5 separate regions of the Mus musculus genome follow, and all the other regions are linked to region 1. A link is a contact called in public HiCAR-type, HiChIP or PLAC-seq and promoter capture Hi-C data. All regions are on one chromosome and are shown on one strand. The core of a region is the stretch at or near the end of the contact, and the rest is flanking DNA. Distances in the headings are between cores, read along the strand shown.

What was found. Promoter capture Hi-C pulls out the DNA fragments that hold promoters and counts their contacts. HiCAR-type assays count read pairs that join an accessible place to other places. HiChIP or PLAC-seq counts read pairs in DNA pulled down with a chosen protein or histone mark.
Region 2: a contact with region 1 is called in an H3K27ac HiChIP or PLAC-seq map of embryonic stem cells, with 4 times the contacts expected there. The contact joins the promoter of Gng8 here to the promoter of Clptm1 in region 1. A contact is called at or near these places in 4 of 115 datasets of contacts at active chromatin or transcription factors (astrocytes, embryonic limb bud, embryonic stem cells and 1 more).
Region 3: a contact with region 1 is called in a HiCAR-type map of astrocytes, with 5 times the contacts expected there. The contact joins the promoter of Pnmal1 here to the promoter of Clptm1 in region 1. A contact is called at or near these places in 1 of 39 promoter capture datasets (hippocampal neurons) and 1 of 115 datasets of contacts at active chromatin or transcription factors (astrocytes).
Region 4: a contact with region 1 is called in a HiCAR-type map of astrocytes, with 4 times the contacts expected there. The contact joins the promoter of Ppp5c here to the promoter of Clptm1 in region 1. A contact is called at or near these places in 1 of 39 promoter capture datasets (hippocampal neurons) and 2 of 115 datasets of contacts at active chromatin or transcription factors (astrocytes and pro-B cells).
Region 5: a promoter capture Hi-C map of hippocampal neurons shows a contact between it and region 1, with 14 times the contacts expected there. The contact joins the promoter of Hif3a here to the promoter of Clptm1 in region 1. A contact is called at or near these places in 1 of 39 promoter capture datasets (hippocampal neurons), 1 of 484 Hi-C or Micro-C datasets (B cells) and 1 of 115 datasets of contacts at active chromatin or transcription factors (embryonic forebrain).

The regions. Positions count from the first base shown.
Region 1 is chr7:19,662,627-19,667,667 of GRCm38.p6, forward strand. Clptm1 (cleft lip and palate associated transmembrane protein 1) reads right to left here and starts at 2,404. Exons shown (of 14, transcript NM_019649.2): 1 at 2,308-2,404. The coding sequence starts at 2,379.
Region 2 is chr7:16,888,946-16,893,986 of GRCm38.p6, forward strand. It overlaps Gng8 (guanine nucleotide binding protein (G protein), gamma 8), which reads left to right and starts at 2,841. Exons shown (of 4, transcript NM_010320.3): 1 at 2,841-3,411; 2 at 3,505-3,566.
Region 3 is chr7:16,957,020-16,962,060 of GRCm38.p6, forward strand. Pnmal1 (PNMA-like 1) reads left to right here and starts at 2,660. Exons shown (of 3, transcript NM_001007569.2): 1 at 2,660-2,872; 2 at 3,190-4,478; 3 at 5,001-5,041. The coding sequence starts at 3,203. The coding sequence ends at 5,017.
Region 4 is chr7:17,025,641-17,030,681 of GRCm38.p6, forward strand. Ppp5c (protein phosphatase 5, catalytic subunit) reads right to left here and starts at 2,274. Exons shown (of 13, transcript NM_011155.2): 1 at 2,053-2,274. The coding sequence starts at 2,173.
Region 5 is chr7:17,060,178-17,065,218 of GRCm38.p6, forward strand. Hif3a (hypoxia inducible factor 3, alpha subunit) reads right to left here and starts at 2,250. Exons shown (of 15, transcript NM_001162950.1): 1 at 2,179-2,250. The coding sequence starts at 2,204.

The DNA of each region.
Region 1 (5,041 bases), core at 1,154-3,653:
TCCATGGTGAGACTCTTGTCTTCAAACAAAACCAAAACCTGCCCATCCTCACGTGATCCTGCACGTGCAGTGTGTTTACAGCTGCCCCGGGGTGAGGACTGTGTGAACGAGCAGAAAAGAAGACCCGAGAGAGAGGGAAGAAGAGGGAAGACAGGCCAAGACTCCAAGGAAGAAGACTGGAAGCACTCACTCTAGTGGGTGAGGTTCACAGTCGAGGCCATTCTTCCAGTCAGCTGGCTCTCCAGCGCAGGTGATTCTGTCTCCATCACCCCTGCCCCCACCCCGAGAACATTTAGAAACTTCTAGAGACATTCTTGATTGTCAGGCCAGGAAAGGGTACACATGCTACTGACATAAGTATGCAAATACCATACTTATCACTGCACAGGGCAGCCCCACAGTGAGGAATTTGCCAACTCAAAGTGTCAATACCAAGGTGTTTTTAAGCTGGACAGTGGTGGCTCACAGCGGTATTCCCAGCACTTGGGAGGCAAAAGCAGGTGGATCTCAGAGTTCCAGGCCAGTCTGGGCTACAGAGTGAGTTCCAGAACTATAAAAACAAACAAGCCAGGGTATAATGGGCACACCTTTAATTCCAGCACTTGGGAGACAGAGGCAGGCAGAACTCTCTGAGTTCTAGACCAGCCAGGGCTACAAAAACGTGAGATGGCTACAAAGACAGTCTCAAAAAATTAATAAAAACGAAAAGGGGGGAGAGAAAAAGAAAAAGAACAAAGAAAGCCTAGTCTAGTCTAAAGAAAATAGTTCATGCCAGATCTTGATCTGCTTTAAAAAAAGAGAAAAAAGAAAAAGAAAAAAAAAATGTGTACTTTATCCTGAAGGCCAAAGTATGAGCATTAAAACTTTTCAAGCATAAGCTAGGATTAGAAGTAGACTGTCATCCCAGCACTTGGGAGGCTGAAGCAGAAGGGCCACCATCGGCCCTAGCTTCATAGGAAGACCCTGACCAAAGTCACAAAGCAAAGATTTAGAGCAGAGATGGGAACCAGAGAGGCTCCACATGTGACTGGAAGCTCAACAGTCTCTCACGCCACTGCCACCCAATAATCAACAGAAACTTACAGGAGCCAGTCCCAAGGACCAGAGGCTAGGACGTCCCTGCAGACCCCGCTGGTGTATTCACCACAGCAGGGATAAACCAGCAATTTCCTGAGCTGTGTGCACCCAAGGTCTGGTTGGAAATGCCAGAAAGACTCAGTCAGAAAAGGTGGGTTCTACCTCATCACTTGAGTGTATCTGTCCCCCTCCTTTGAGACCCTACAGCCCCTCATCCCGACTTCTGTCACTTCCCGAGTCTGTTTACGCTACCATCTCCTCTCCCACTCCCCTCACTGCAGGGACATGACTGGAGACATCTTTATAGCCATAAGGCTGGCCCTCTCGCCCAAGTCCTCCATTAACCACTGGGGAAATAAAGACCCAAAGGAAGAAAACTTGTCCAAGGTCACATCCAGTCAGCTACATGCACCCCTCCCAGTCGGTACTCCTCACCCCTGAGCTGCCTCCTACACGGCAGTGACATCCCAGTGGGTGGGTCGACAGCACCTTGCTTCCACTCCATCAATTCCAGCAGAAGCCTGCACGGTGCCTGAGTGAACTGCTATGCTCTGAGGTCTCAGTTTATTTGAGGTGGTAATGGGTTGGGAGGCAAACGCGCCTGGATCAATTATTTCTCTATTTATTTGATCAGCTTGGGCTAAAACAGCGCCCATCTCAGCCCAGACCACCCACAGTCAGCTTTTTCCTAGAACGGACACCAAAACTAACCTGGGTGACCTTCTACAAGCGCCTTCGTCTTGTCGTCCCTCGGATCCTTGTCTGTGAAATGGGTCGGTCGGCCTCCGCAGCCCATGCCCTCTACCCACCACAATTACCGTATTTGCCCTGAGCTTGAAAACTCTCAATTAACCAACCACTGCCCCCGATCTCGGGCACTGCGGAGCGGACCAGGAACACCAGCCCTCTCTAGAAACAGTGCTGGAGGCTGGAACCACACAGTCGAGGACCGAGTCTGCGCCCCTCCGCGCCACCCTCTCCTCCGCTCGAGCAAGGAGTCCGCTGGACGCCCGGCGCGAGCCTGCAGGAGACCCGGCGCGCAACAGGGCCGGGTTCCCGCCACCGTCCGGCCTCCTGGGCGGCCGGGCGCCGCCAGGGCCCAATATTCAAGGTCCCTCTGGGGCATGGAGCCCCCGGTGCACCGGGTTCCTCCAAAAAGGACAAGACACTCCCTGCAGGGGTGCCCCCCGCTGGGGAAGAGCCCCCTCAGGCACCTCTCGGCCTCCGTACCTGACCAGAGCTGCCTCCCCCGGCCGCCACCACGGCGCTGCCGGCCCCGTCCGCCTCCTGCGCCGCCGCCATCTTCCTGCTCCGGGTCCCCGCCCCCGCCGCCAGCCCCGCCCCGTCCCCGACGGCGCCAGCGCGATCGCGCGAGATTTTACGCTTAACCCGTCCCCACCAGGCTTCCGTATCAGAATGGAGCGCCTCAAGCCACGCCCTCTTGAAGGACCAACTAGGCCACCGTACTCGACGTCCGCCCCTTTCACCGCAATTTGGTTGTTTTGGTCTAGCAGGGAGTGACTTCTCCGAGTGCTTGAACTTTCTATAGCAGGAAATGCTCTTTTCATGGGTTCTACTTGTTACACTCGGCCAAGGTGGATGGTTATTTTTTTGATTGTATGGTCTTCCCAAGCAATTCCACCGCAGTTCGGATGGCCGTTTCTTCTCGGGTTTTACAAAGTCGATGGTTTCGGAGCTTTTCCGGCCACCGTAGCGATTCGCTAGAGCCACGCCCCTCTTGAAGAGAAAACCCCTCTCTGGCTGCGGATTTTCGACCTAAGGGGTGGTCATTACTTTGTTCTTTTCGCTTCTGATGCGATTTCCTTGTCTTAAGCTTTCGTCATCAACCCTCGGAGACTGTAGTTCATCCTTAGGCCGTATCTGCTTTCTTACGGACACCACACCTGGAAATGGGACCCTAGTCACTTTTTTCAAATAAAGACTCGTTTATTTGTTTTATGTACACGAGCACTGTATCTTTATGTCAGCAGAGGGCATCAGATCACCTTATAGATGGTTGTGAGCCACCGTGTGGTTGCTCGGAAGTAAACTCGGGACCTCTGGAAGAGCAGATATGCTCTTAGCCGCTGAGCCACCTTCATCCCGGACCTTAGCCGCTTTTAGGCCGCTTAGTTTAGCACTCGTCTTCCATTAGGGGTCTGTGCTTTCTTGCAAACCTCGAATCTTTAAACACAAAGACAGGATCTCATTCTGTAGCCCAGGCCGGCCTCAACTCCTGATCCTCCTGCCTCAGCCTCCAGAATACTGGGATTAAAACATAACATACATGAGAGTAATAATCCTATTTTCTCCTTTTGTTTGTTCGTTTTGATGGGTAAAGGGAAAGGTCTTGAAATGAAGCCCTGGCTGTGGCAAGCATAGAACTTGCGGCATCTTCTAGCCTCATCCTCAGGAGTGCTAGGAGTGCTATCGGGGATTACAGGTTATGTCTCAGCACATTAAACAAGTGAGAGACCAATTCCTTTGGGTTCAGACTCCATCTCAGAGAATCTGACTTAAGATTGAACTCAAGTAAACTAACAGGCCGGTACCTAGCACTAGTTCTAGGCTACACCGCAACAAGAGCTTGAATAAAAAGATCCTAATGCAATTGCTTTGGATTTGGCTCCTTGGTGGTCTTTTTGGGGTTCACGAACGTTTGTTTCATGGCACAGCACAAGAACACCATGATTTTACATTAGATACAAAATCTCTCAAATTGTTAGCTACAAAGTTAGTGAATTATATCAGTTACAAAAAGTTCTCAAATTTTATAGTAACTAAAAAGTCAAAGATTGTTAGACCACAATCAAGGACTGGGAGTGTTGGTGCTCGACTTTAGTCTCAGCACTGAGAAGGCAGAAGCCAGTGAATCTCTAACTTCACCTGTTTCAATAAGCAATTATAAGATACCCAACAGGAAGACTGAGAACTGAACACTGATCCTCTGGAAACAAGCCCCCTTAATTGGTGAGAGTGTCTATATCCCTACTAAAACACTCTTTAAAAAAAAATAGCCGGGTGTGCTGGCTCACACCTTTAATCCCAGCACTTGAGAGGCAGAGGCAGGCAGATTTCTGAGTTCGAGGCCAGCCTGGTCTACAAAGTGAGTTCCAGGACAGCCAGGGCTATACAGAGAAACCCTGACTCAAAAAAAAAAAAAAATTCATTATTTTATGTCTTCATGTATGGATGTGCACCATATATGTGCCTAGTGTCCTTGAAAGCCAGAAGAGGGCGCCAGGTCCCTGGAGCTGGAGTTACAGACTATTGTGAGTGGCCATGTAGTCCTGGAAATGGAACTCGGGTGCTCCAGAACAGCTAAGCCATCTCAGCTCCAACTAAAAATCTCCTTAACATAAGGGCCTGGAAAGATGTCTCAGCAGTTAAAAGCACTGGCTACTCTTTCAGAAGACACAGGTCCCTGACACCCTCACACATGCAGGCAAAACACCAATGCTCATAAAATAAGGATAAATAAGTTAGCAGGGTGGTGGTGCACACCTTTAATCCCAGCACTTATGAGGCAGAGCCAGGCAGATCTCTGAGTTCGAGGCCAGCCTGATTTACATAGTTCCCAATGAAGTCTGTATTAGTTACTTTCCTGTTGCTGTGATGACCAACAGCAAGTTTTGGAAGAGTTTATTTTAGCCTATAGCTCCCAAGAGTACAGTGTGGTGGGGGTGGAGGGACATAGGAGCAAGCAGCAGGCATGCTGGTTGGAACAAGAAACAGAGAACGTGTCCCCAAATGAATGTATTAAGCACAGAGAGGGAGAGGGAGGGAGACTGGCATATTTCCTCCAGTAAGGCCTCAGCTTCTAAGTGGCCCCAAACAGTACCACCAACTGAAGACCAGGAGTCCACACCTCTGATCGTATGGGGTACAGCCACATTCAAACCATCACACTGTAGGAGAAATGAACCCTCTCTGTAGGCAGTTTTCACTTCCTCATTGAGTTCTC
Region 2 (5,041 bases), core at 1,591-4,090, 2.8 Mb before region 1:
CTAGGAAAGTGGATGGATGGATGGATGGGTGTTTAGAGGCTGGGAGCTGGAGGTGCGGCTCTGAAGTAGAACACTCCTGCTTAGGAGGCACGGGCCAAGAGTTTGATCCTCAGCACTAGGGAGTGGATATGATGTTATTCTCAAAAGTTCTTCCCCAGAGGCGGCTGCGGTCAGAAGGGGGAAGGGATTTGGCTAGGGCTGCACAGGCCCTTAGAGATGGTCCACACAGATAGGAATGGTTATTTTTCTCCTTCCCAGCCCCTCTGGACTCTGTGTAATTGAGGATGACCTCAAACTCCTGGTCCCCTTGACCTCCGTCTCCCAGGTGATGGGATCTGGGATTGAGGGTGTGCACCCCGAAGCATATCTTCCCACCTCTCTCTTTATATGTATTGATTTAAACCTTTTGAGGTATCACAGCTATGTGCCCATTTCACACTGATGGCCATATTCTTTTAAGATTTATTATTTATTTTATGTATATGAGTACACTGTCAATGTCTTCAGACACACCAGAAGAGGGCATTGGATCCCATTACAGATGGTTGTTAAATGGTTATGAAGAAATTTGCTGGGATTTGAACTCAGGTCCTCTGGAAGAGCAGTCAGTGCTCTTAACCACTTAGCCATCTCTCCAGTCTCTGGCTGTATCCTTAATGCTGCCTTTCTCAACATATCTGCTATACTCATCTCTTCCTTGGTCCCAGGAAGAGATCTTTGGGCATGGATGGGAGTGACTTAAAATTTGAGAGGGAACTTGGGGACAGCAGCTAGGCATGGTTAACATACCTGTAGTGCCAGTGCTCAAAAGACAAGCAGAAGAACTGTTTTAAATTCCACCAGGCTAGACTACATGGTGAGTTCCTGGCCTGCCCCTCACTAGCCCCATGGTACCTCTTCTTCTGATCGTCTTCTAAGCTTGCTGTGGTCGCTGGGAATGTGGCTAAGCCGTTAAGCGTATCTGTTCTTGCAGAGGACTGGGATTTGATTCTCAGCACCACATGGTGACTCACAACCATTTGCAGCTCCACTTTCAGGGGACCCAACACCCTCTTCTGACCTCTTCAGGCACCGGACACACAAGTGGTACACAGACATACATGCAATGCAAGCAAAACACTCATAAAATAACTATTTTTTAAAAAAAATAATAAAAAGTTTTGGGGGCAGGATAAATGGCTCAGTGGTTAAGAATACTTTGTTCTTGCAGAAGGCGTGGGTTCAGTTCCCAGCACCCACATGGTGGTCCATAACTAGTCATAGGTACCTGTATGGTGCACATACATAATACATACATAGAAGCAAGACACTCGTACACATAAAACACATCTTTGAAAAAAATGAAAAAAAATTTTGCTATGTAGCCAAGGCTGGCCACATGCTGAATCCTTGAATTACTGGTATCTGTTTTACCTGTGGTTTCCTGCACAATGGAATCCCTTTACCAGCTAAAATACAACCCCCAGTCCCCTCCCCCACCCCCCCTTTTAGGCTGGTCCACTTTCTAGCACCAGTTGAGATGGAAACTTACTGTGTAGTCCAGGCTATTCCAGAAGTTCTGGTCCTCCAGGCTCATCATCCCCAGTGCCTGGATTACAGGTACCCTGGGACTTGATTCTAGACAAACACCTCAAAACTTCTCTACAAGGAACATGTTGACAGGGTCAGAGGCAGAAGGCAGAAGCCAGCTGAGGAAGCCAAGAAAATAGCGAAGCTGAATTGAGTTTGTGGGAAGAAACTGGATTCTGGACTTACTTTAAGATGCTTAATGATTAAGGACTTCGAGATGGTTCAGCTGGAAGATGGCCTTTGGCACCAAGCCTGTGGGCCCGAGTTCCACCCTGGCACCCGCATGATGGAAGGAGAAAACCGAGGCTCCCAAGGTGGTCTCAGTTCCACACCAAGGCTGTGGCACTGGCACACACCTCCCCATACACACAAAAAATAAATACGTAAAATGTAAATCTGCAGATTAGGAGGGAGCTGGAGGTTATCCAGACCGTGTCTGTTTGTCCTCCATCCTCCTTCCTCTAGCCTTTGGTCCGGAGACGGGGCTGTCACCCTGCCTTTCCAGCTTTAAGTAAGCTGGGTTTCTTCCCCAGTGGCGGCCGAGGCCAGATCTGGGGATGAAAACCAGCTGCGGGAGGCGCCGGGCTCGGCGCGCGCCCAGGCCCCTCCTAGGCGCCGGCAGACACCAATCTTTGGCTCCCCTCCCCCTTCCGCAGTCCCGGCCCCGGGCCCTGGCACGTCCGGCGCGCCTGATACTTTCCAGATGTGGGCCGTGTTCTCCTTCCAACCTGGCCCTGTGAACCCACGAGGGAGGGGGGGCAGGGAGCCAGGGTTCCATACTCCCAACTCCAAAAAGCTATCAGGGTGGCTCTGACTTGTCATCCCAGCTCCCTTGGAATGGCCAATGCAGGAAGGTCGCAAGTTCAAAGCCTGCCTTGGCCACAGAGAAAGTTCAAGGCCAGTCTAGCGCAACTATAGGAGACTGTCTCAAAATGAAAAAGTTAAAAAGGGCCATGGGATACAGCTCAGTGGTTGCTTAGCACATACGAGATTTTGGAGTCTATCTCCGGTACTGCCAGGTGGGAACTATCAGAGGCTGGTATCTTTCCCCACCAGTTTGGCTTCCCAGGGCAGGCTGTGAAAATAGGGTTGAGCTGTCTGCAAAAGAAACGCTTCTCCTTACTCCACCCCTGCCCAGGGTTCCAGCATCCCAGAGAGCCAGAATGAAAAGGAACGTTAAACCCCGCCCTCACATCCCTCCAGGCCACGCCCCATTCAACACACCCCACAAAGCCCCTCCCTTGATCACACCCACAGCATGCTCTCTCCCTATAGGCACGGCCTCCGCCGTGTGGTCCAGCGGGGAAGGCTCCCTCTGTCTCTCTTGTCTCTTGGCAGGCTTGACTCGGTCTCTGAGTGTCTGTCTCCAAGGCTCAGTCTGTGTATCTGTCTCCTGTGGCCTCTCCCTGTGCATCCATCATCTATCCTTCGTCTGTCTCTCTGTGAACTTAGTTCTGTTTCTCTTTGCAGTTCTCACCGCCCTCTGAAGTTCTCTGTCCCATTTTCCGTCCTCTCACTCTGATCCCTCACTACTTTCACCTTCCTAGGGAGCCATCTCCCTCTCTTATCCTTCTTGGGTCCCCCAGATCTCCCGTTTCTATCTTCTGCTGGGCGGACGGGGACGCCTAGTCTTCGCCTCTTCTTCTGCTTGAGCTCCTGCAGCGACTTTGGTTCGCGGGCGCCACCGTGTGGCCAATAGGGAGTCCTTGATGGCGGCGAGGCAAGCAAGCGATGCTGTGGTCTGGATGCGACGTCCAGAGGTGGTGCGACCCACGCCAGTGTAAGGGCACGCCTCAGAGGTGGTGTGGGACGCCAGCAGATGATGTGTGACTGTGTGACAAGGTGAGATTAGGAATGACAAGAAGGGGTTCAGTGGGACTGTTAGAGTAGGTGTGATGTGTGGCTGACCATGTTATACTTGTTACACTTTATCAGCGAGACTGTGGGCCACTGTGTATGGCATTGGACCTGAGAGAGGACCTGCCTGGAGACTGTTCGTAAGTCTGACCACATGTAAGGGTGACCACGCGTGTTACAGAGCGTAGAGAGTCAGGGGAGCTGGAATGCCCAAGTGATCAAATGATCGAATGCAAGAGGGAGGCTCGGGAGAGGGACCTAGTGTGGCCAACTGTGTGGATGTGAGACAGTATGTCTGCCACACTGGTGAGTCCTGAGAAACTGGGTGACCACGTGTGACGCTGAGAGGTTGGCTTGTGTTTGTGACTGCCTGTGCAAAGGTGTGTGATTGTTCTGGGTGGCAGAGGTGAGTTTACAGGGTCTGCGAGACAGGGAATGTTGAATGTAGAAGAGAGAAACAGTGAGTGAGTGAGTGTGACAAGTGTTTGTAGTATAGACTTCAAGGCCCAGCAAAGGCTGTGCCCACAATGGTGTGTGTGTGTGTGTGTGTGTGTGTAAAAGACCATGTTATCAAATGTCAACAATGTATGATACCAAAAGACACTGTGCCGCTATGATAGTAATAACATGTGACACAGTATGGGGAGGGAGAATGTGGGCCACTGTGTATCAGGAAATTGACCAGGAGTAAATGTGACCACACAAAGGCGCTCCTGGAAAGAAAAGCACGTGGTTCTCTGTCACACTAGGCAATGGAGCGCTTGGCAGTGAGGCTGAACCAGTATGTGGTTGTGTGAGACTCCAAGACAGTGTGAATGCGAACTTCAGGAGAAGTTAAAGCTGCACTGGTAGGTAACAATGTATACATTTGACTCTCTAAGATACTGTGCCTGACTGTGCAGTGACCTCTGCTGTGAGAAATCATGAGTGTCAGCAGTGGGCAGGTATATTAAGGACCTTTGTCATTGTGTGTTGGGTTAAGTGGGGGGGTGGGGGGTGGGGCGGGACTGGGTTACTCAGTGACCCAGCAAAATAGGATGCATCCCTGTGTGAGCGACTTTTGAGTCTGTGTGCTGTGATGTGCTGTGATGGGGTGAGGCTGCTACTCTGATGGCCTGTGAAAGAGTGGGAGGCTGAGTGGGAAGAGGAGAGGCTTGTGTGCATGAGCGTATACACCTGGAGGGCCCGTCTTTTAGTGCAAGTGTGACAGAGGGACTCCAGAGAAAGACAGGCTCTAAACAGGAATGGCTGAAAGAGAGAGAGAGAGAAGGAGGAGGAGGAGGAGGGGGAGGAGGAGGAGGAGGAGGAAGATTCATCAGTGCAAGGAGAGGACTCAGAGACAGACCCAGGGCATGGAGACAGGTGGTGCTTAGGAGGAGAAGGCGGTCCTGAGGGGCTGCACCCCGGGGGAGGGGGCGGGGCTGGGAAGAGGACCAGCCACTGCCTCTGTCAGCCTCTGTCACCCATCAGCCATCCCAGCCCTGAGCTGCAACAGGTAGGTAGGAAGCTCCTGTCCGGGTCCTGGTAGCTGCTTAGATGGCCACTATCTGTCCCTGTGGGACTGAATGAGTGAATGGGTGACTGAGAGAATCAATGACTTTATACTTCCGTGTGT
Region 3 (5,041 bases), core at 1,410-3,909, 2.7 Mb before region 1:
GGGCAAGAGGACAGCTCTCCAAGCAAAACCTAAAACCAAACAATCACAAAACCAAAGGCTAAACAGACAGGAAGACTATGGAAAAATAACCCTAAATACAAAGCAGAGAATGATGGAAACGTTGGAGTTGCAGAGATGTGTTGTCCTGGAAACCGCTCTGCAGTGTTGTCATAGAAACCACAGGGCCATGTGTCGTCATAGAAACCACTCCTCTTAGGGATGCTTCAGAACTATTTTTAAGTCCTCTGGCAATCAGTGTAGCTCCTTAATGTGAGATTGTCCGGCAACTGATTCCACTAATCACACATGTATAGTATATAAACACACATATAAAGTTTCTATGTATATTTATATATTCTTTTTCTACATGAAAAATATTTTTTTTTATTGAGATAGTTTCCCAAAGCATAGGCTGGCCTCAAATTTGAAATGCATCCAAGGACAGCCTTGAAATTTTAACCCACCTGCCAAGGGGATACAGGTGGGCACCACCACACTGACTTGTTTTTGTTTGTTTGTTTGTTGTTGTTTTCGAGGCAGGGTTTCTCTGTGTAGCCCTGGCTGTCCTGGAACTCACTCTGTAGACCACGCTGGCCTTGAACTCAGAAATCCACCTGCCTCTGCCTCCCAAGTGCTGGGATTAAAGGCGTGCGCCACCACTGCCCAGCCCCATACTGACTTTTAACCAATTAATTCTTTTGAGACAGTCTTGTTATGTATCCATGATTGGCCTGGTACTTGATATGCAGACCTGGAAAGCCTTGAATTTTCTGGGATCCTCATGATGAGAAAACTGGCATGCACTACTATGCCTGGCTTTATAAACATATCTTAATTGATTTACAGTCAAAATTTTCATCTTTATTTAATGTGCATAATTCCTTTACCTGCATGTATACATGTGTACTCTGTGTAACCAAAGTGACCAGAAAGTGAGACAGATTTTTTGGATCTTACAGATGATTGTGAATCACCATGGAGATGGACCCTGGGTCCTATTCCAGTGCAGCCAGTGAGCTATAACCCTTGAGCTATATAACACCAGTCTGATAAACACTTTTCTTTTCCTGAGAAAAAGTCTCACTATATAGCATTGGCTGGCCTGGAACTCGGTGTGCTTGTGGTGGCCAGAGTCAATATGGGTGTCTTCTCCCCATATTCACTATGTAGCCTAGGCTGGCCGAGAACTTGCCATGTAGACCAGGCTGGCCTAAAACTCAGAGATCCTCCTGTCTCTGTCTCCCAAGTGCTGGGATTAAAGGCATGTGCCACCACTGTCCGGCTCGCCCCAATTACTTCGTATTCTATCATCATCTTCTTATTCTTCTTCATCTCCATCACCAACATCACCATCATCACCATTCCACACCACAAAAAGTCCCCTGGAAAAGCTTCCCTTCTTCACTAGTGCTGTGTTCACGGACCCGTTTCCTGGGCAAGTCACCCAGGCAACATGACCCAACTTACTCTTCTCCCAAGGCTAGTGGCTTTGTTATTATAGAAAGGGTCATCTATTTTACTAAGTCACGAAGGAAAAGAGCCGCCATTCATTAAAACAAACAAACAAACAAACCCCTAAGGATTTGTTTCCATCTTTTTTTTTTTTTTTGAGATTGTTGTTGATAGGAGAATGAATCTGAAGGTGAAAGATGATTTGAATAATGCCACCCTGCTACTACCTCACATACCATGGAGTGACCACACACCCTCCCAGGAGTTGTGAAGTCAAGAAGGAGGTTCAGGGCTCCCAGAGGTCCCCATGGTTTAGCCACATCCATCCTGCAGCAGATGGCCTTGAAGAGCACACAGAACTGCAAGATCCCACTTATCTAGGGAGATGACTTCCTGCACTGCCCTTCCTCCTGGCTGCACTTGACCTTGCCCATAGATACATCCTCCAAGCCACGGGGTCCCTGTGAGGCATCTCTCCTCCCCATCGCTCCCAATCCACCTTTTCCATGTTAGAGAATACAGACAAAGGGACGTGAGGACCATGGAACTCTAGCTGTACAGACGATACACATTTGCTTTGTATAAGGAATTCCACAGTATAGTCTATCTGGGAAATAAATACTGGATTGAGAAATAAATTACTTTCTTTACTAGAGCTTTTAATTTTTTTAAAAATTTTCATCTATGTGTGTGTTTCTTTTATGTGAGTGTAGTGCCTGTCAAAGCCAGAAGGGGATATTGGATCCCCACCACCACAACAACACATTATAAAACAACAACAACAACAACAATTAATTATAAAAGTTTCCAGACATGGAGGCACAAGACTTTAATTCTAGCACTCAGGAAGTAGAGACAGGTAGGTTTCTGTGAGCTCCAAGCCAGGCAGGGCTACACAGGACCCTGCCTTGTGGGTGAGGGTGGGATATATATATATATATATATATATATATATATATATATATATGTTTATGTGTGTGTGTGTGTGTGTGTGTGTGTGTGTGTGTGTGTGTGTATTTAAAGAGAAAAAGTAGTCCGTGGTGGAGAAACGGCTCTGGAGGGATGCACAATGTGAACTTTTTGCCCAATGAACACCTAAGCAGTCACAGCAGTCGCATCTTTTGTCTGTCTTCCATGTTAAGTTTGATTGCAGAGCCCACACACAGCAGGCTAGGATGATGCTTAGCAACCAATGGACTGTTGCCATGGAGACCGCCGGGGATGCGGATCTGAGGACCTTGTGCAGGAAGCAAGTGCGCATGAGTGATCTTCAACGCCAGCTGGCCAGCTCGGTATAGATCAAGGCTGTGTGACCTGTGCTGACTGGAGCTGAAGCATAGGGACGGAGTCCTGGCCTCTTTGGGGCCAGAGCCTGCGCTTGGGAAAGCAGCTGTGCTCCAGGCTCCTAGCTTTGACCTGGGTGAGTTGTCAGAAGCGGGGGAGGCCAGAATATCCCTGTGAACCTGTGGAGCGCCAGGCTCCAGGAACCATATTCAGGACACGTGAGCACCAGGGGCCCAGGCTGGGAAGGAGGATCCTGGGAGCGGGGGTGGGGGGTAGCGGGGAGGAGAGGCGCTATGGACGAGGCGTTGTGTAAGGCCAAAGCTGTGGAGGAGTCAGGGGAGACCTATATTCCTGTCCATCTTCCAGGGGATTTGACCTCACTGCCTTGTTACTTTGCAGGATTCATATTTGGGGAGCCTTACTTTACCTCCACCCCCTTTCTTTCACGAACAGGTAGAGCAGAAAGATGTCGGAGCCCGTGGCCATGACCCTGCTGGAAGATTGGTGCAGGGGCATGGGAATGGACATCCACAGATCCCTGTTGGTCACTGGGATCCCTGAGTACTGTAGCCACGCAGAAATTGAGGAGACCTTGAATGGGGTCCTCTTGCCACTGGGCACATACCGTGTGCTCAACAAAATTTTTTTGAGGCAAGAGAACGTGAAGGCTGCTCTAGTTGAGGTTAGCGAGGGTGTGAATCTGAGCTCTATACCCCGGGAGTTCCCAGGGAGGGGCGGTGTCTGGAGAGTGGTCTGCAGGGATCCCACCCAGGACGACGACTTTTTAAAAAATCTGAACGAATTCTTGGATGGCGAAGGACGCACTTGGGAGGATATGGTGCGCCTCTTGAAGCTTAACCCTAACCCACCGCTACCGAATTCAAACCAGCCTCCACCGAACTGGGCAGAAGCCCTGGGGTTGCTCCTGGGTGCAGTAGTACAGGTCATATTCTACATGGATGCTGCAATCCGTAGTCGGGATGAAGAAGCAAGGGCTGAGGAGGCTGCTGAGGCTGAGTTGATGGAGGCTTGGGCTTCCACAGCGAGGAAGAGAGTAAAGAAGGAACCCGGGCTGGGCGTCGAAGTGGGCTCAGCTTTCAAGATGGAGGACCGAAACTATTGGAAGAACACAGAGGACCATGGTGACCCTCCAAAACCTCTAGTTCGCAGGCCTGGAGGTAAGATTCGCTCCAGGAGGAGGAAGCAGAAAAAAAATCTTAAGCAAGAGCCAATATGCTGGAGGAAATCCCAGGGCAGCAATTACAACAGCAATTACAATAAGGTTAATTTGGAAGCTGGTGAAGCTGCCCAGAGCTCAGAGATCCCAGAGTCTGTCAAGAGCAACAAAAAACCCTTTGTGAAGCAGGAAGAGACAGTATGGAAGAAGAAAAGAGTCTGGAGGGATCCCAGCGATCTTCCTCGGTCTGCGCTGCCTGCAGCTGACAGCCCCGGGAACCTAGAGGATTCAGATCAAGATGGTGGACCGGAGAACCCCGCAAAGAAGAAAGCCATGACCTGGGCCTCTAACAAGATCCCTGTCCCCACGAGGAAGAAGAAGAAGATGGTGAGCTTGGGCACTCTCTCCTATGTCCTGCTTGATGCTGAAGCCACCAAGAACAAAACAGCGATTCTGAAGAAAGGGCTTGGTGCTAGAAGGGCTGTGTCGGTACCTCATGATGCACCTGCTTCAACATCCAGGCCTCAGAAGACCAAGCTGGGAGCCTTCCCTCGAGTCTCCAAAGGTGAATGCACATAGAGATGACTTGGTTAGTTAAGGTGGGGTTCAGTGGGGTACAGAGGGGGCCACAACAGGGTAACCAGGAGGACCTCAGGATATTGGGGGAGGAAAAAACAAGCTACCCTCCCAGGTGAGGATTATCAAGCAAGAGGCTGGGCCTCCCTCCTAGAGCCCTTACTAGGCATCATTGGGGTCAAGGTTGACCCATGACCATCTGATCCATTTCCCTCCATAAAAATGTAGCAGTTTTGGCGCAGGACATCGTGTCACATGCTTGTAACCCCAGCACTTGGGAGGCAAAGCAGAGGGTTGAGAGTTTAAGGTCAGCTGGGCTATATAAAAATTTATGATTTGAGATTCTGTAGTCTGTTGAGGTGTAGGGATCAAAGGCTAACGTTTCTAGGGCCTGGCTGGGTAGGGGTGGAGGTGGGGGTGGCCACGGTCCTGGTCTCAGGAGATTCCCAGGCAGTAAATATCTAATTATGGTTCTTCCTGCTTCCCTTGGTGTGTTCTGATCTATCCATAGATTCCAGGAAGCTATGATTTGGGGAACCCTGTACCCACGGA
Region 4 (5,041 bases), core at 1,024-3,523, 2.6 Mb before region 1:
CCCCTCCCACCTTCTATGTGTAGCTGCATCCTAACCCTTCTAACCACCTCCACTTCTGCCCCACTCCCTAGTGCCAGGCTCCACTCACCTTAGCCACCTGCTCCCCTCCCCGTCTCTGGGCAGCCAGCCTCAGTTCCTCCCACTAGCCTGGTCAAAGGCTCCACCCCTCACCTGTCTTCCCTTCCAGTCTCCTCTCTCCAGCCTGGCCTTTGAATCCAGTCTCTGAACAGCAAGGAGGACCAGTACCCAAAGTAACTGGACCACTCTCCTAAAACCCCTCCACAGCTCCAAGCCACCGTTAGGATGACACCTATAAAACCACTCAGCCCCCGAAGGCTCTAACTCTGGCCTCACCTCTCTCCTTGGTCTTCACAATCCTCCCACCTCCACCTCCAGAGAGCTGGGATGACAGGCAAGCACCATGTCTGGGCTTATCCCCATGGGGGGTGGGCACCTTTCCCCAAGGACTCTAAATCCTTCTCACCTTCCCCCACCTCCTCCAGATCTGTTACAGCTGGGTCTGTTTCTCTTTTGGGCCATAGCTGAAAAAGCATCCCTAGGACCCCCACCTACTCCCTCTTGCCATCTGCCCCCAATTCTCCATTCCCTTTCAGAACCGAGACACTTGTGCCTGTTGGTCTCCAATTCCTCACTTGCCTTCACCAGCCAGGGTCTTCTGGGCTGGCAGCCTCTTTATCATCTACAACTGCTGTTAACGTCACCGCGTTCCTCTGGGAGCAAAAGCTCTGATGGACAGTGCCTGGGGCTAGGTGATCAGGCACGTGGCTTTCTTTCCGGAAGAACCTTGTTTTCTTAGCCTGTGGCACCTTTCCTGGTTTCTCTTCCACCTCAGTCACTTCTCCTCAGTAGCCCCTTTTCCGCTGTAAACATGAAAACTCCATCCTAGGTTCTCTCTAGATCCCACTCTCTGGTGACTTCATCCATTCCCAGGGCACCTCCAACCATAGGCTGGTTACACTCAAAATTTTCTCCAGTCCAGACTGGTCCCATCTACCCACTCAATGTCCCTTTTCGGACAGCGAAGGAAACCCAAAACTCATCTTTGTGACGAATTCAGATTTTGCATGCTCTGTCCCCTTATCTTAATCTTCTCTTGTATCAGTCTTCCCCTCGTACCCCCAGTTTCCTCAAACTCCAGCCAAGCCAGTCTGTTTTCAATCACTCTCCACCCCAGGGTCTTCACACAAACTCAGTGGTCAGGACCCACGTGTAAAACTCCTTGTCAATTCGCCTCAAAAAGCCTCTTTCTCCAGGCACTCCCGACCTCACCATCGAAAGCAGACTCTAAGCTGTATTTCCTGTGTTGTCACCTTGACCCAAAGTGATCATCACAAGTTTGCAATGATTGGTTCTGCTTAAATCCGAGTCATGTGTTGCATTCATCGCTGCAGCCTCAGAGCCAAGCACAGGCCGTGTAGCACATGACACTTATTTAATACAAGTGTACTGAAAGAATGAATGAACGGAGACATGTCCTCCCACATGGCACTCTTAGCCCAAGATCACCCTATTCGTTCCTGCTCCACCTCTCCACCCTACTCGTTTCCTTGGATCACCCCAAATCGCCTTCCAATATAATTATCTACCTCCATCCCCATAATTCCCTTCTCTATTGGGCCTTCTCTTCTCGGTCATACTCATCTCAGGCCTCCCCACTCGGCAGCGCCATCACTGCCCTAAACACATGTCACTATTTGGTAGCGCCCTCTTCAGGTCTGACCACCATTTAGCACCTCTGTCCAGGTCTCACATTTGGTAGCACTCACATGTCGGCCCCCTGCTTTTCCCCTATCGTGTAGCAGCGCCTGCCTCAGTCTCCCCAGTGAGTGGCTTCTGCTTGGTATCCACTTCTCAGCAGCTCTCCCCAGTCTGTCGTCCAGCCTGAGCCTCCTCCTCGCGCCTGGCTACTCTGTAGTGCTTGCCCGGCGCCCAGGCTGCCGCTCCGCGTTGCCATGGTTCCCCGCCGGGCCTGGCACCCCCACAGCCTGGGCCGCTGTCCACCCTCCCTCACCCCGTCCGGGCCGGGCGCACCTTTGAAGTAGTCGTTGGCCTGTGTCTTGAGCTCCTCTGCCCGCTTCAGAGTGCCATCGGCCGGGGGTTCGTCCCGGGGGGTCTCAGCACACTCAGTCCGCTCGCCCTCCGCCATCGCCATGCCGCAAAGCGACCCCCACCCTGGCAACGGCCGCTCGCGGCACCAGGCCGAACCGTCGCGAAGGAGTGCCGAGTGACCGCCGCCGCTGCCGCACAAGTGTCGTAAAGCGCGGGCCCCAAAGGCACTCCTGACGCGCCTGCGCGGCGTCCCCCCCAACTTCCCCCCCCCCCCGCCCCCGCCCCCAGAGCGCCGGGAGGACAAGGTGACCAGAGGGTATCCAGACCGTACTTGTACTTGTAGAAGTAGCCAATCAGAAAGGAGAGAAGGGGCCTTGTGGATGGGGGCAGGCCGGGAGGGCGCCTACTCCCAAAGTTGCGAGGCTGCAAAAGTTTCTTGGAGATCCCGGCTTCCTTTAGGGTTGGTGATTGGGTTGCGTTGCCTCCGGCGGGTGGGGCTGCTTTCAAACCAGCACCCTGCCCAACCCGGAGTTTGCTCTGGAGCTGGGTGCTGCCAATTACTCGTGTGACCTTGAACAAGTTTATCTCTTGTCTCCTCAGTAACCCTTTTGGAAAATGGGTAGTTTCTCAAGCAAACAAAATAAAACTTGAACGTTGCAAATCAAGGCTCTTTTTGAATTATTAACAAGGCATCCCGATCTTCAAGTCTTGACAAGTCTCAATTGTACCATGTTTGTTCCGAGCCCAACAGCATCCTTATTAATTTATTTTATTTTTTTATTTTGAGATAGGATTTAATTATGCAACCCTGGCTAGCCTGGAACTTGCTATATAAACCAGGCTGGCCTTGAATTCAAAGACCCAGCTGCCTGTACCTCCCAAGTGTTGGGATTAAAGCTTTGCATCATCATGTCAAGTCCTAGAAAAAACCTTTTAAAGGGTCATGGATGTAGCTCAGTTGGTAGAGTACTTGTCTAGAGTGCTCCAGGCTTGAGTTCCAATTCCAGCACTATATAAATCAGGCTGAAAGGTGCACCTCAGTAATTTGAAGGCTTGATAGGTGGAGGCAACAGTATCAGAATTTCAGGTTCAAGGCCAGCCTGGGATACCTGAGACGCTGTTCCGAATACAAACAACCACACCAAAGGGATTTTTTTTTTTCTTCCGAGACAGGGTTTCTCTGTGTAGCCCTGGCTGTCCTGGAACTCACTCTGTAGACCAGGCTGGCCTTGAACTCAGAAATTCGCCTAACTCTGCCTCCCAAGTGCTGGGATTAAAGGCGTGTGCCACAACACCCCAGCCCCAAAGGGATCTTTTAAATGACACTGTTGCTGCTTGCATTTCCTGTGCCTGGATCAGAGCTTCAGCCTCCTCTGATGCTTGCGTTCATCCTCCCTCCTCCAGTTTACCTTCCATATGGCAGTCAGAGGCATCTTGCTGGAATACTGTAAAACTGGCACCCGCCGCAGCCTTCCATGGCTCCCCAGCTCCCTCGTGAGACAACCCAAACTCTTTCTGAGAAGCCACGGGTAGTCTAGCCTCCAGTAACATCTTCAGACCCCACTGTGTATCTTCCTATTCTAGTCTTTAAGTCCTCAATCTAGACACTAACACTATATATAAGTGCTTTAAGGCTGTGTATCAGCCTCACCTCCCCCGCTCCACCCCTGACTACAACTAACAATCACTCTGGAAAATCGATGTTGGTACACATGTCCATTTGACGTGTGTCCACAGGCATCAACGTATTCCTGAAGAGTCTGACTGAGAGTGAATCTGAATCTAATTTCTAGGCACAGTCCCTATTTGACTATACCTGCCAGTGCCAGTGGGATCATGTAGGAAGTGAATTTTCTTTTGATTTTTTTTTTTTTGAGGCAGTATCTGCTCTAACAAATTTGAACCCAGCTCCAATTGTTCCTGAAGCTATGTGATCTTGAGCAAGCCACAATACTATTATTTCCTCTGTGAGGAGGAGCTAGTAATAGTGCCTGCCTATACATGCAGAGGAGGCTTAAGAGAAGCCTGGCTTGGTGGCTCACCCTTGCAGTCCAGCATTTGAGAGGCTGAGGAGGAAGATTTATCCAGAGTTGTTTCAGGCTAGCATGAGCCACAGAGTTAGTTCCAGGTCAACCTGGGTTCTCTCTCTCTGTCTCTCTCTGTCTCTCTCTCTCTGTGTCTCTCTCTGTCTCTCTGTCTGTCTCCCCCCCCCCCCCTCTCTCCCTCTCTCTCCTTTTCCCAGCCAAAAAACCCTAACCTAACCAAAAGTTCATATGAGTTAGTGTTTACCTGAGAGACTTAACAGAAGCACTCTCCATGTAGAGGACATTACAGGTAGCCTGAGTTCAACAAAGTGAATCAAGCTGGAATGAGGGGCTGTTTAGGGGGTGTAGGAAGATCTTGTCCACCTGGGGGAAGCAAAAATGACTTCCTGGAGGAGTGTTAGGCCTGAGGTCACAAGTATTAGGTTTTGTTGGGTGTTTTTTGACAGGGTTCTATATAGTCTCTGCTGGCTTTAAACTCAGGCTACCTTCAGATAAGAGGTGCTGGCATTACAGGTCTGTGCCACTGAGCCCTGTCTTATGTGGTACTGAGGATGGAACTCAGGCCTTCATGCCCGCTAGGCAGTCACGTTATAAACTGAGGCGCATCTTCAGGAAAGACATTTAAAACAGAAGGCACAGCACGTGCAACAACTTGAAAGTGGTTTTGCCTGGGTTCCTGTGTGGGTCACATGGGAGAGGGGTAGAGGAGTGACACTCACGGAGTCGAAACAGAACAGATACACCCTCCCACACGGAATCTGCAGACTCAATCTCCCACACAGTCTCTCTCTCTCTCTCTCTCTCTCTCTCTCTCTCTCTCTCTCTCTCTCTCTGAATTACTGTGCTACAAAGTCCCACACACATATACAGCATCACAGCATCACACCGACATTAAGAAAAGAATCAAAGTGCACTGTGATCAGTCA
Region 5 (5,041 bases), core at 1,000-3,499, 2.6 Mb before region 1:
CTGGGCCAACCCCTTGGCAGTGTGCCCAGCCTGGGACGTGCGCCTGGAACCTTGCCACCTTCACTCCGTGTTCTAACTGAGAACAGAGGGTGGGGCCTAGGGGCCCAGGGTGAGGCCTGGGAAGGGGGACTTGGGGCCCAGTGGTGTCTTAGCCAAGAGAGAAAAGACCCCATCTCTTTCTCACCCCGAACAGCTCAGGGAATTAAGACATTAAGAATTTTCACATTCTGAGCTTCTCTCTGACTCTTAGCTGGGTACTGGGGGGTGGAGGGGCTTGCCAAAACTGTAGAGGGTTTGAGGTGCACTGGGGGCTTAGCTTTACATCTGACCCCTTTGATATTGCTTGGAGGTGACCTGAGAGGCCAGGGGACAAGGTTTGGGTTGGAGAAAGGACTTAAGGTAGGGGTCAGTGGGGAGTCTCTCTGACCTTGATCCAACTTGTTCTCATGTCATTCGGTGGGGTGTCTAGCCATCTGTCCTGTTTTTCCCGGAAACCCTGCTCTCAGGTGGGTATTCAGGGCAGTGTGCTCATTCTTGATCTCCTATGAATACTCCCCACAAAGAGTAAGATGGCTTGGAGACGGAAGCTAGAAGAAAGAAAGGGGCACACGGCGCCAGAGGTAACCACTCACCCTCACCCAAGCCCCCTCTGATGCCAACTGTCATCCTGGGGGTGCAGGAGGGGCCCGGAGCTCAGCTGTGAGGCGGGTGCAAGTTGGATGTGCGGCCGCGTGGGATGACACCACAGGAAAGGGCTGGCCTTGGGTGCTAACGGGAGGAGGAGTGGGGGGGGGGGAGCGATGACACCCTAGTTAAGTTAGGAGAGGGCCCTCACACAACCATAAAGGGGCGCTGTCACGAGCGGCACCAGGGATGGCCTAGAAGGGGTGGGGACTGAGTTCCCGGGTGGGCTCAGGGCCAGAAGTTGGAATAGATGGGCCAGACAGGGCCAGAAAAAGGGCGAGCCTGGGTGGGTTGAGGTAGGGGGTAAAAACTGGGTGTAGAGAAAAACCAATCAGATCTCGGAAGCCAGGGAGGAGGGACAGGGGTGAGGCTTGAGGGATGCCCCAATTTAGACAGGGAATACCAAGAGTCTAGGAAATTTTTCTGGGGTCTCCCGTGGCAACCTGGCGAAATGGGCTCCACTGGCTATGGTCCCAAAGCCTCTGCACCTGTTGCAAGGTGAACACAGAACCCGCTTCTTCCTAGGATAACCCCAGCTGTGTCCAGCCACAGGAGGGCGCTGCCTTCCCTTGATTAGCCAGGGCATCTTTCGGAAGGATGTCTCTCAAATAGGGTTTGGGTGGGGCCCTCCTCCCTCAATTACAGACTGGGTCCAGGCAGATGAAATTGACACAGAACCAGATCGCAGGAAGTGGCTCAGATTTGTTCTGTTGGTACTGAAAAGGAGCGACCCTACTTATTTAATGCTGTTTTTTGAGACAAGAAAATGTAGACCAAAGCTGGTCTGGAACTTGCCATGTAGGCCAGGCTGGCTTTGAAAGCATCAATCTCCTATAGCTTTCCAAGTGCTGGGTTTACAGGCATGAATCTCCTTCCCCAGCTATCATTCCACTCTTTGAAAGGCAAAAAGACCTTGGTTAGGTCCCACACAGCCTCTAATGAGGACCTCCCTATCCCCATGTCATTTTAGAGCATTTTGAAGCTTGGGAGACTGTTAGAAAGGGCATGGTAAAATTAACCTCTCTCCTGGAATTCAGAAATAGTGTCTTTCAGGGACTCCCTAGAAACTCCAGTTTGGGGATCCCTTATTAACACCACAAGAGCTAGACTGCCAAGGAAGACTCCTTTCAGGGATTTGGAGGAAAAGACTTTTTTGGAAGAAGTCTTCCTTGCTCAAACGCGACCACCTCCAATCCATAAGGAACTTGGAGTTTCACCCCCAGCCAGATGGAGGATTGAACCCGATGTATCTGGAAATTGCAGCTCATAACCCCAAAGCAGTTCCAGGGGAGGGGGGCGGGACAGCTGGAGCTCTGGGGGTAAATCCCTGATACCCTGAAAACCTCTAAGGTGGAGGGTGCATCGGGATGTGTCCCCAATCGGGCGCCTCACAGTGTCCTCAACTTGAGCCACACCCCAGAGATGAGGGGTTCCCTTAAAGCTCCGTCAAAGAGAGCCCCCAGACCCCACCATCCTATCCCCGAAGCCCTGTACCTCACGCGCTGCAGCCCCAACGCCATGGCTCGCCCTTCGCGGTTCCAGAGCCCTCGATGCCCAGCGTCCCCCTCCCCTGCCTGTGTGAGCCCCCTCCCCAGCTCCACCTCTGCCACTCCATTGGCTGGTCTTTGCCCAGCCCGCGGCTCTGATTGGAAGGTGGGCTTGTTGCTCCCGAGAAGGAGGAGGGACTAAAGGAGAAGACTTGGAACTTCAAGGGGTTGGGGAATCCGATGTAATGCACACCCCCAGCCACGCCCCTGCCCCAGACTTCCTTGGCAGTCCGGAGCCCGCCGGGCGTGATTTCCCTCCAGTCTCTGAACTTCCATATGTACACTTCTGAACCATCTGATTCACTGTTCTCTGTGTCCCAGTTCCTGTCGCAGTCTCTGCCTTCACTCCCACCTTTCCCAACCCCCTCTCCTTTCTCCCGCTCTGTCCTTTTCTTGACGTACCAAGTCCCCACTTCTCTCCACCCCGAACTCTACTTCACCTGTATTTCATAACCCCTTTCTTTGCCATACCCCATGTCCCTCCACTGTGTGGCCCCACTGTGGACCCCGCCTCCCAGAATCTTCCTTGTCCACCCGTCTCCACCCCATCCTGACCCGTGGCCTCTCTTAACTCCCTGTGCAGGTTCCTGCGGATGAATAATTAAGCTTCTGTCAAGTAAATATGCTTTAGCTTCATCACACCCACTTGTAAAGGGAACAGAGAACCGATGAGAGATACGTGCGCAGTGACATGGACAGGTGGAAGACGGTACAGCTGGGTAAGGAAGAGGAAGGAAGTTCCTGTGTAGGCTGGAGAGGGCGTGGACACTAAGGACAGGGGTGAAGGAGCAGTGTTCCTTCCGTATGCAGGTTTGGGTACACTCTACACTGCGGCAGAAATGGATTTATTGTTTTTGAGTTATTGGGCAAGCTCCATCTTAGGACTTTCACACATAACTGCGCACTCTCTTTAGAGTGCTCTTCTCGGCTAGACGGTTGGCTCCAGGTTTAAGGCCCTTGCTGCCAACCCTGAAGACCAGTGTTCAATCCCCAGGCCCTCCCCCCTCCCCCCACATCGTGGAAGGCAAGGTCTTTGATTTATCTGCGCGCACGCGCGCACACACACACACACACACACACACACACACACATACACACACCACACGTAAAATGTAATAAAAAACTTAAAAAAATTCTCCTCTAAAAATCCACATGGCTCCCCACCTCAACTCAGGAAAATAGTAAGCTGTCTCCTCCCATTGCCTTCTCTTCTCCATCTTCCTTCTCCTCTTCTTTCTCCTTCCTCTTTCTTCCTCCTCTTCTCCATTTTATTTTCAGATGGGGTCTCATGTAACCCCGTCAAGACTGGCCAGCAAGAGCTGGCCTTGAACTTCTATCCTCCTGCCTTCACCTTCCAAGTGGATTACAGGTGTGTACCATTATGCCCAGCTCCCATGCCATTTAGTTTCAGTTGATTTTATTTGAATAAATCTGACTATATCCATGCTATCAGCAACTCCAGGGAAGAAGGCAAAATCCAGACAGAGCCAATCACTGTAGGACTTCCTTGGCCACAGTGATTACCAGTTTTGGGAAGATATATGAACCAAACTAGTATAGTGAAGATTAACTCTGAGGACTTTGCTGTAACTGTCAGGAGAGAGGGTTTATTTATTTCTTATTGTTTTATTGTGTTTATAGCACAGAGGATTGAATTTGGGACAAACTCAACCAGAACCATACATATCCCCAGCTCTTCACTGTGATATTGAGATTCTAGGCAGGGGCTCTACCACTGAGCCACGCCCCCAGCCCCTCACTGGGGGATTCTAGGCAGGGGCTCTACCACTGAGCCACGCCCCCAGCCCCTCACTGGGGGATTCTAGACAGGGGCTCTACCACTGAGCCACACCCCCAGCCCCTCACTGGGGGATTCTAGGCAGGGGCTCTACCACTGAGCCACGCCCCCAGCCCCTCACTGGGGGATTCTAGACAGGGGCTCTACCACTGAGCCACACCCCCAGCCCCTCACTGGGGGATTCTAGGCAGGGGCTCTACCACTGAGCCACGCCCCCAGCCCCTCACTGGGGGATTCTAGGCAGATGCTCTACCACTGAGCCACGCCCCAGCCCTTCACTGGGGCATTCTAGGCAGGGGCTCTGCCACTGAGCCACACCCTAACCCCTCACTGGGGGATTCTAAGCAGGAGACAGGGGCACTACCACCAAGTCTGAGCTCCATTGTTCTTTTTAGCAATCTGGCTCGCAAAGCAACTACCCTACGCGTGTATTATATTTCACAATAATAAAAAAATGACTTGACAGTAATTGTCATTGAGGAGCGCTGAGTTAACTGGAGGTCACAACTGAAAGCAGAGAGCTGAAATCCTCAAAATAGAATGTGCAGGTCTGTGAGGGGTGCTCTGGGGCATGTTCAGTGATCCTCCCACCCTCATTGCTCTCCAAAGCTGTTTTTATAACACTAGTAAGATGCTCTTGCCTCACTCTTCTCCCCCTGTACACTGACAGTTTCCATGGTCACGGATATGTGATAGGAAACTTGCTCTGATGTTATATTTTATTATTATAAATGTAATTTTAAAAGAATTCCACACAATGGATTGGTGTCAAACTGATTCCTTTTCAGTTTTTCTTTTCTTTTGATTTCTTTGTTTCTTTTCTTTTTTTGATTTTTGAGATAGGATTTCTCTGTGTAGCCCTGGCTGTCCTGGAACTCACTCTGTAGACCAGGCTGGCCTTGAACTCAGAGATCCACCTGCCTCTGCCTCCCGAGTGCTGGGATTGAAGGCGTGCGCCACCACCACTCAGCTCCCCTTTAAGTTCTCTTATTCCCTTCTTGCTCTTGCTGAC